Linked DNA regions of Sus scrofa: region 2 is linked to region 1. Evidence: chromatin contacts called from public promoter capture Hi-C data. All regions are on one chromosome and are shown on one strand. Each heading gives the region's core, a stretch centred on a gene start, on an enhancer-like site or on the middle of the called end of the contact. The rest is flanking DNA. Distances are from core to core; before and after follow the strand shown.

Region 1 (3,568 bases), core at 670-3,169:
CACTCATCCCCTTAACATCCTCACAGCACAGCTGTATTGCTGGTGAGAGAGAACATGAACAGGACGAGCTATACAGGGAGAGCTGAGAGACATCTGCCTGTTGGCAAAGCAGAACAAAATTTGCTACCATTGCAAGCAGTGATCAAAGCGTAGAACTAAGAAAACTAAGCTAAGCAATGAAAAGGGTGAGGGGTTGGAGTTTATGAGTTAACCTACCTTACACTCTAAATTCTGACAATCAGTGATGGACAACACTCAAAGGAAGGGATAGGGAACATAACCCTCACAAACCTAGGCTATACTCTCTCATACTGGCTTTATCAGATCACCTCTCAAAAACTGAGTGTAAAAGTGAGAGAAACGATAATGATAATGGTTATCTTGCAGCATTTTCAGAATCATCTGAAGGATGGCTTAATACAGAAGAATGCCCTTCCTTTAAAATATATTTAATGAACTTCTCAATAATATCTTATGTTAGCCTGACTTACCAAGTAATCTTCCACTCCCCCTTATCCCAGCTGCAGCTGGATCCCAAGTCCCAGCCCTAACTCTTACTACCAGTCCTGACACTAACTTGCTAGCCAACCCAGAGCAAGGCATTTAACCTTTCCTGAGCTTCCATTACTTTGCTTCTAGCAAGAGGAAGCCAGGCTAGATGATGTTTGGTACCCTACTATTAGTTCAGTTACCTGTGATCTCACGGAACTGAAATTTGGGCCCCCTCATTCATTTGGGCATTGGGCAAAATGTCAGAATGTTAATAAGAAAAAAAATTTTTTTTTAAAGAAAGAAAAGAAAAACAACGAACTTCAGGGACCGCGCTACTCTCAAAACTGATTCTGGGTAACTTTGAGAACTCACAAACTTTAAAACACCATCTTAGGAAAAACAGCTTCTACCTGAATAAAGGAGAAAATGTGAAAGCTGACACTTCTGCGGCTCTGGAAAGATTCCTCCCACTTGAAATATCCACGTTCGTTTTACTAAATCCCTGGCTGCTAAGTGACACAAAAACCAAAGCGCCCCCGACTGAATCCCAGGCCTGCCTGAAACTCCAGGTACCTCGCCAGCCTCGCCCGGACTTTGAGATTTCAGGGAACTAGCGGAGAGGGGGAAACAGCCATAGAGTCGCTAGTAAATGCTTGTACACACTTCGCGAGAACTAGAGGAAAGTGGTGGGCGAGGAGGCCACGCGGCCTCGCTGTTCCCTTCTCCATCCTGGCCCGGGATGCCGAAGGCCGTGGAGGCTGCGGCCCGTCCCACTCCACAGCCAGGTAGTTGCAGGCCCGCGGCCGCGGAAGTCACCTGTGAAGGAGTCAGGATAGATGGACTCCAGAGCCTCCAGCTCGTTGCGCTGCTCCTCGCCGTAATCTGTCATCGCGGCCCTCGCTGCAGCCCATGGATCACCCAGACACCCAGGCGGCGCGCTGCAGCCGGTACCGCGGCCGCGCCGGGAGAGCAGGCAGCGCCCCGGCGGGCGCAGGCGCAGAGTCCCCGTCTGGAAGGCCTGGGGTCCAAAGCCAGGCTAGGCCTGCTGAGCAACCTCCCCGAAGGGGCCTCCGGCTGCTCCCTAGTTCCGCGTTCGACTCGTTAGGCCTGGCTGCTGGGCTGCCTGACCCACGCCCGGTCGGGATTTGCTGGGATAGGATTGGCGTCTGGTCTGGCATTTGCCACGGACACCTAAGAATTGGTTCCTGGGCTTTGCAGGGCCTGAGCCTGAGAAGCCCCTCAACAAACATAGCACTTCGCTCGATGTATCTGGGCTTGAGGCCGGCCCGGCGTGCCGGGGGCGCATTGGGTAGCCAGGGTCGGCACGTTTGGGCCCCCCGCCAAATTTGTTTCCGGTTTCCGGGTTGTGACCTGGTAGCGGAGACCGACGGGACAGATTCGCGTCTTAGTGCTGGCTAGTGACGGGTCCTAGGTGATTTGTACGGTTCTCGAACCTTCAAGTTCTTGACGTCCCATGGGAGTGTGGGCAGAAGAGCAGAAGTTCTAGTACTGGATCGGGCTGAATAGCCTCAGAGAATCTGGGGAGAAATCAACTCAAAGTCCGTAGACCTTAGTTCTAGATTCAGATCTCTAGGCTTCGCTTTTGAATTTGTAAAATGAACTCGGCTTAATATAGATCCAAATATGTCTGATAGCATATTTCTGTGAATTGAAGAAATGGGTGTTTAAGTTTCTTTAACAGTTTTGGTAAGCAATGTAAAAGTAATTATCATTATTCCGAAAAAGAGTCAGAACCTTTTATTTGGGAGAATGAAACTAAAGAAATAATGACATTGTAATAATGTTCTCTTCCAGTTCATCGCAGCAGTTACGGAGGATTATCAAAGAACTGTTATGACACAAGCTAAGGAAATGGCTTAACAGAATGCTTTTGAGGAAAGACTGCTAATTAGCTATTTGTGTTTATAAGAAACGTGGTTGTATTAAGTTTTTTTTAATGCAAAAAAAATGAAAGGACATATTAAAAGATTTAAAGTTCCAAACAGTTTTCAGACATAATAAAAGGTTTTTCACACTCGTTTGTATTTTCCTTTGTTTTGTTTTCTATATTAAAGCTGGTTTTACTTGTATAGTAGGGGGAACCAGTTTTGTGGGGTTTTTTTGTTTGTCTGTTTTTTAGGGCCGCACTGGCGACATATGGAGGTTCCCAGGCTAGGGGTTGAATCAGAGCTGTAGCTGCCAGCCTGAACCACAACTCAAGGCAATGCCAGATCCTTAACCCACTGAGCAAGGCCAGGGATCAAACCTGCATCCTCATGGATACTAATCAGATTTGTTTCTCCTGACCCACTATGGGAACTCCCTATTTAAGGCATTCTTTTAAACTTTTAGGGAAAAAGTGGGAACTCTCCTGATGAAAATGAATTATACAAGTTGCTTCTTGTTCTGAATATTCTTAGTTCAGAAAAATCATTGAGTTATTGGGGAAGGAGCTTCTGTGCAGAGGGCACAGCCAATGCTAAGGTCATAAGGTGGGAGCCCACTTGGTGTTTTGGAAGCTGGTGTGGCAGATGAACATCATGTAGGGTCATCAGGGAGTTTAGTTTAAAGAGTAACAGTCTGACTCTGTTACTTTAGAAAGACCCCAGTGGCTACTGAGTATAAATATATTTAAGAGCAACAAGCCTAAAAGTATGGAGACCTTTTAGGAGGCTATGGTAATAATCTGAGCAAAAGACAATAACGTGAGCTATAGGACAGAACAAATTCTGGATATATTTTGAAGCTGTCAGGAGTTAGATATGAGTTGTGAGAAAGGGAGTCAAGGGGAATATGGGGTTAGAATGACTGGAAAGATGAAGTTCTTATGATAAAAATGATAGGCGAGGAAAACAAAATGAGTTTGGCAAGGAAGTTGATAGCACCTGAAACCTGTGGATCTAAGAAAAATGTCAAGTAAAAAGTGTTTTAATTTCCTAACATTTAAAACAATCAGGATTTCCCGTCATGGCTCAGTGGTAATGAACCCAACTAGTATCCATGAGGACGTGGGTTCCATCTCTGGCCTCGATCAGTGGGTTAAGGATCTGGCGTTGCAGATGCGGGTCACAGATGC
Region 2 (3,808 bases), core at 805-3,304, 36 kb after region 1:
CGGCGCAGCGGTTAACGAATCCGACTAGGAACCATGGGGTTGCGGGTTTGATCCCTGCCCTTGCTCAGTGGGTTAATGATCCGGCATTGCTGTGAGCTGTGGTGTAGGTTGCAGACGCGGCTCGGATCCCGCGTTGCTGTGGCTCTGGCGTAGGGCGGTGGCTACAGCTCCAATTCGACCCCTAGCCTGGGAACCTCCATATGCCACAGAAGTGGCCCAAAAAAATAGCAAAAAGACAAAAAAAAAAAAAAATAGGTAATCAAATCATTAGATATTACATTTCACTTGACTTAATGGATACATAGCTCTTCCAGTTTATTATGAGGGCGAATAGAAAATACAATTATTGTACCTTTCTTTAAGATCTACAAAAACTTCTTAGTTACACAAAAATATGCCTCATTATTTCCAGATGCACTTACAGTAGGTTTTATTGTGAGGAGAAGCTAGAGACAAAATTGATCATTTAAATAAGTCATTCCATTTATCGTGGAAAATATTTGAAATATATCCAAAACTCATCATGGAGCCAAACTGCATGAGGTAGACTCCTTTATGCTGCCAATATGTGGGTTATATCAGGTCATAGGGGCTTATTGTAAGATTATTCTGGGACACAATAGCTAAGCCTCGTGAAAGAGCAGAAATTCAGTCTATCTTGTCATCTTAATAGCAGGCATTTGTGGTTTCTTACTTAAACCTCCTGCCACTTTAGTGACTCAGCTACTCTGATTACAATGCTCTTGCAGGCTATCTGCACACCTGGCTCTATTCTTCCTTATCTTCTCTCCACCTCAGGAATCTGCCACCTCACAGATTTTGCTACCTCATGGCTTCTGTTTAATGTCTTTTCTCCAGGCATTTTTGTCTTCTGCCCAGTCACCCAGATTGTGACTCTCTCTGTGTGCCTCAGGTTTAAAGTCCCCCAAAGAGAGCCTCTGGCCTCGGCAGGCAGTCACTAGCCCTCTATCAGGTAGAGTTTTCATGCTAAGCCACTTCCAGGCCCATAGCCAAACTGTGGACTGACCATCCTTGTGCATTATCTGAGGCCAAAGCAACAGGGTAACATATCTTAGGGAATTCCTCAGGAAAGGCATCTGGGTATGAAAAACACCCTGAGATTTCCCCCAAATGAGGGAAAGTAATTGGCAAAGATCTTGTTCTTCCTGTCTAAGAAATTAGTAGCAGTAATTTATGAGTCTTATTTACCCATGAACACTCCGCGCAGTTCCTTCACCTCACTGATGCCGGTATTTGTTTTTCTCTGTTTCAGAGGCTAGAATTCCTGTAGAGAATAGTGTAGTGTGCTCCATTTAGCATGCTAAATATAAGGAACTGAAGTAGAGAATTGTCATTGTTCTGTATTTCACAGATAATAAGTAAGCAAATCTTTCCCCCCCAAAAAATGTTTCCCCTAGGAAGCAGTCCAAGTGAAACCACATTGTTAGTTTAACGTATTTTAGACGATTAGCAAGAGAGGGGCAGACATTTCTCAAAACAGTAAACTCAGAAGGATGCTTTGGTGGAAGAGAGATAACCACATTTTCCAAAGAAAAATTCAACACTAGATGGTGTTAGGTTTTTCTTTTGAATTTCTTACAAAGGAACCAATCATAAAAGTTCTGGTCCTCTAATCCTATGGGGCTTTTGCTTTTGTTTTTCTCAATCTCTTGCAGTCTTTTCTCTTGGCATTCTGTGGTTTTTTCCAGAGAATGTTACCAGAGATGACCTGACTTTTTTTAGGTGAATAGGAAAACTGCCAGGTGAAACTAATTTGAACCAGGCCATTCAAGTCAGAGACATCAGTATATTTTAGAGTATTTCTCTCTTAAAAACAGTTTTGTTCCTTATGCTTCTGTATTTTACTTTCCTCTTTTCTTTTTTTCTGATTACATTTGGCTTCCTTCATTTTCTAAACAAGGTACTTTTTTAAAGAAACACTTTGCCCCAAAGTCACCGTATTTCACAATTCTGCGTGAAAGCCTAAATGGAGTGTGCCCAAGTACGGTACATGACACTCAGATTGCGTCGATATAAGCCTGTGCTCAAAATGGGGAGGCTTTTGTCTGCCCTTTGAGCGTTTTTCTTTTACTAGGATGAACATTTAAATCTCAGCTTTAAAGTTGCCTCACCTCACACACCACCAAACCCGCCCCCCACCCCCATCCCTCCAGGCTCACAGACGCACATCCCTTTCTTTTACACACTCCTTACTTAAAGGGATAGACGAAGAGATGCAGCCTGAATGGCATAAAATAGAGAGAGCATTTTTATTGCAGGCAACGCCTGCCCTTTATTAAATCTCTCACTGAGAGGGAGGGCTGGTTAGCACTGCGATGATCCCCTCAGAAGGTAACTGCTTGCTGCTTTCACCGCTCCAGGACTGGGAGCACAGCACTGCGCCGCCTAGTGATGGGCATCACCTGATGCTAATATGCCCTGGCTCCGCCTTCCTCCTTCAGCTCTCCTACCAATGGAGGCCACCCTCTCCACTCAGCTCCAATCTGTCCACCTCAGACAACTCAGTGACAACCTGCCAGGGATCTTGACGCTGCAGGGTGGGAAAGGAGGGGATCCAGGATGAGTACCACGAATGTCCCCTCCATCAGACAGCTAACTGATGCTGGTGCTTACAACAGAGGCGGGTAGTTACAAAGACACCCCCCCCATTCTAAAATATTTAGGTATCTTGCCAATGTTTTATACTAGAATAAGTTATAAAGAGATGTTTGAGGATTTAGCTATTCTGGTAGAGGCCTCCCACCCTCAAGCAGAGGACTTAAATGGGAAATGGACGTCCTGGAATGGGGAAGCCAGGCATTCCTTCCCTGTGACTTCCGCAAGGAACTGAAGGGGTGAGGAGAAGTCAAACCCCGAGCTTCGTCTTTGATCAGAAGAGTCTGGGCAGACCTGGAGGGTCGTTTTCACAACAGATGGTGTGGCAGCTGGAGACCAGGTCCTAGGGCTTCTGAGTGCAGAGCAGGCAGGGGCGGGGCCAGGGCTAAAGCGCCGGGAGCCTCAGCCTCGGAAGCTAATCAGATTACAGATGAATAGGCTTAGATAGAACTTTTTTTTTTTTTTTTTTTTTTTTTTTTTTTGTCTTTTTGTCTTTTTAGGGCCGCCCCGTGCACACGGAAGTTGCCAGGGGTCAAATCAGAGCTACAGTTGCCAGCCTACACCACAGCCACAGCCACGTAGGATCCGAACCGCATTTGCAAACTACAACGCATCTCAGGGCAAGGCTTAACCACTGAGCGAGGCCGGAAATCAAACCCGCATCCTCATAAATACTAATCATGTTCATTACTGCTGAGACAGGTTGGGAACTCCCAAGAACATTTAACTTTGCTGTTAATTACTACTTTTCAAATGCTAACTCACAATTCAGTGGTAGGGGCCAACCGAATTTCTTTACTTATTCCACATTTCCCAACAAACGATGTTAAAATCAGTGGGAGCCCTAGATAAACACGGATGGAATTCCACAGACGTCACAGCACACATCACACAGCATTCCAGAGAAGGCTGGCCTCACAGTTAGCTGAATGTCAGGCCATTTTCCTCTTTAGTAACATTTTTGAGCAGGGAAGATGGGAGTGGAAAAAATTAAAAAGAAAGAAAATCCCTTTGTAGTCATGAAAGTCTCAGTATTTTTTAAATAAGGATCAACAGCAAAAGGAACACATAAAATCTTTTGAAAATACTTACCATTTGGTCCAGAAATATGGCAACTGAATTATTAGAAATAAGAAACTGGTTGAAACAAACAGATCCATTTAGGCTTAATTCCCCCCTCTGAGCAGGCAAG

The links. Promoter capture Hi-C pulls out the DNA fragments that hold promoters and counts their contacts.
Region 2: a contact with region 1 is called in a promoter capture Hi-C map of liver, with 2.5 times the contacts expected there. The contact joins the enhancer-like site here to the promoter of RWDD1 in region 1. A contact is called at or near these places in 1 of 5 promoter capture datasets (liver), 10 of 47 Hi-C or Micro-C datasets (brain, embryonic fibroblasts, heart right ventricle and 4 more) and 1 of 2 datasets of contacts at active chromatin or transcription factors (alveolar macrophages).

What each region holds. Positions count from the first base shown.
Region 1 is chr1:82,159,722-82,163,289 of Sscrofa11.1, reverse strand. It overlaps RWDD1 (RWD domain-containing protein 1), which reads right to left and starts at 1,919. Exons shown (of 7, transcript XM_001928520.6): 1 at 1,309-1,919. The coding sequence starts at 1,381.
Region 2 is chr1:82,123,762-82,127,569 of Sscrofa11.1, reverse strand. The region is part of intron 3 of TRAPPC3L (trafficking protein particle complex subunit 3-like protein); the gene reads left to right. All of the region lies in intron 1 of FAM26D (protein FAM26D), which reads right to left. Among named protein-coding and RNA genes, the nearest start is that of FAM26D, 16 kb to the right of the region's middle. Within about 2 kb of position 2,054, at least 38 of the 83 cell types and tissues checked have an H3K27ac peak or open chromatin away from gene starts, as enhancers often do. A contact at or near this core is called in alveolar macrophages, liver, mesenteric adipose tissue and 2 more, where this site is marked.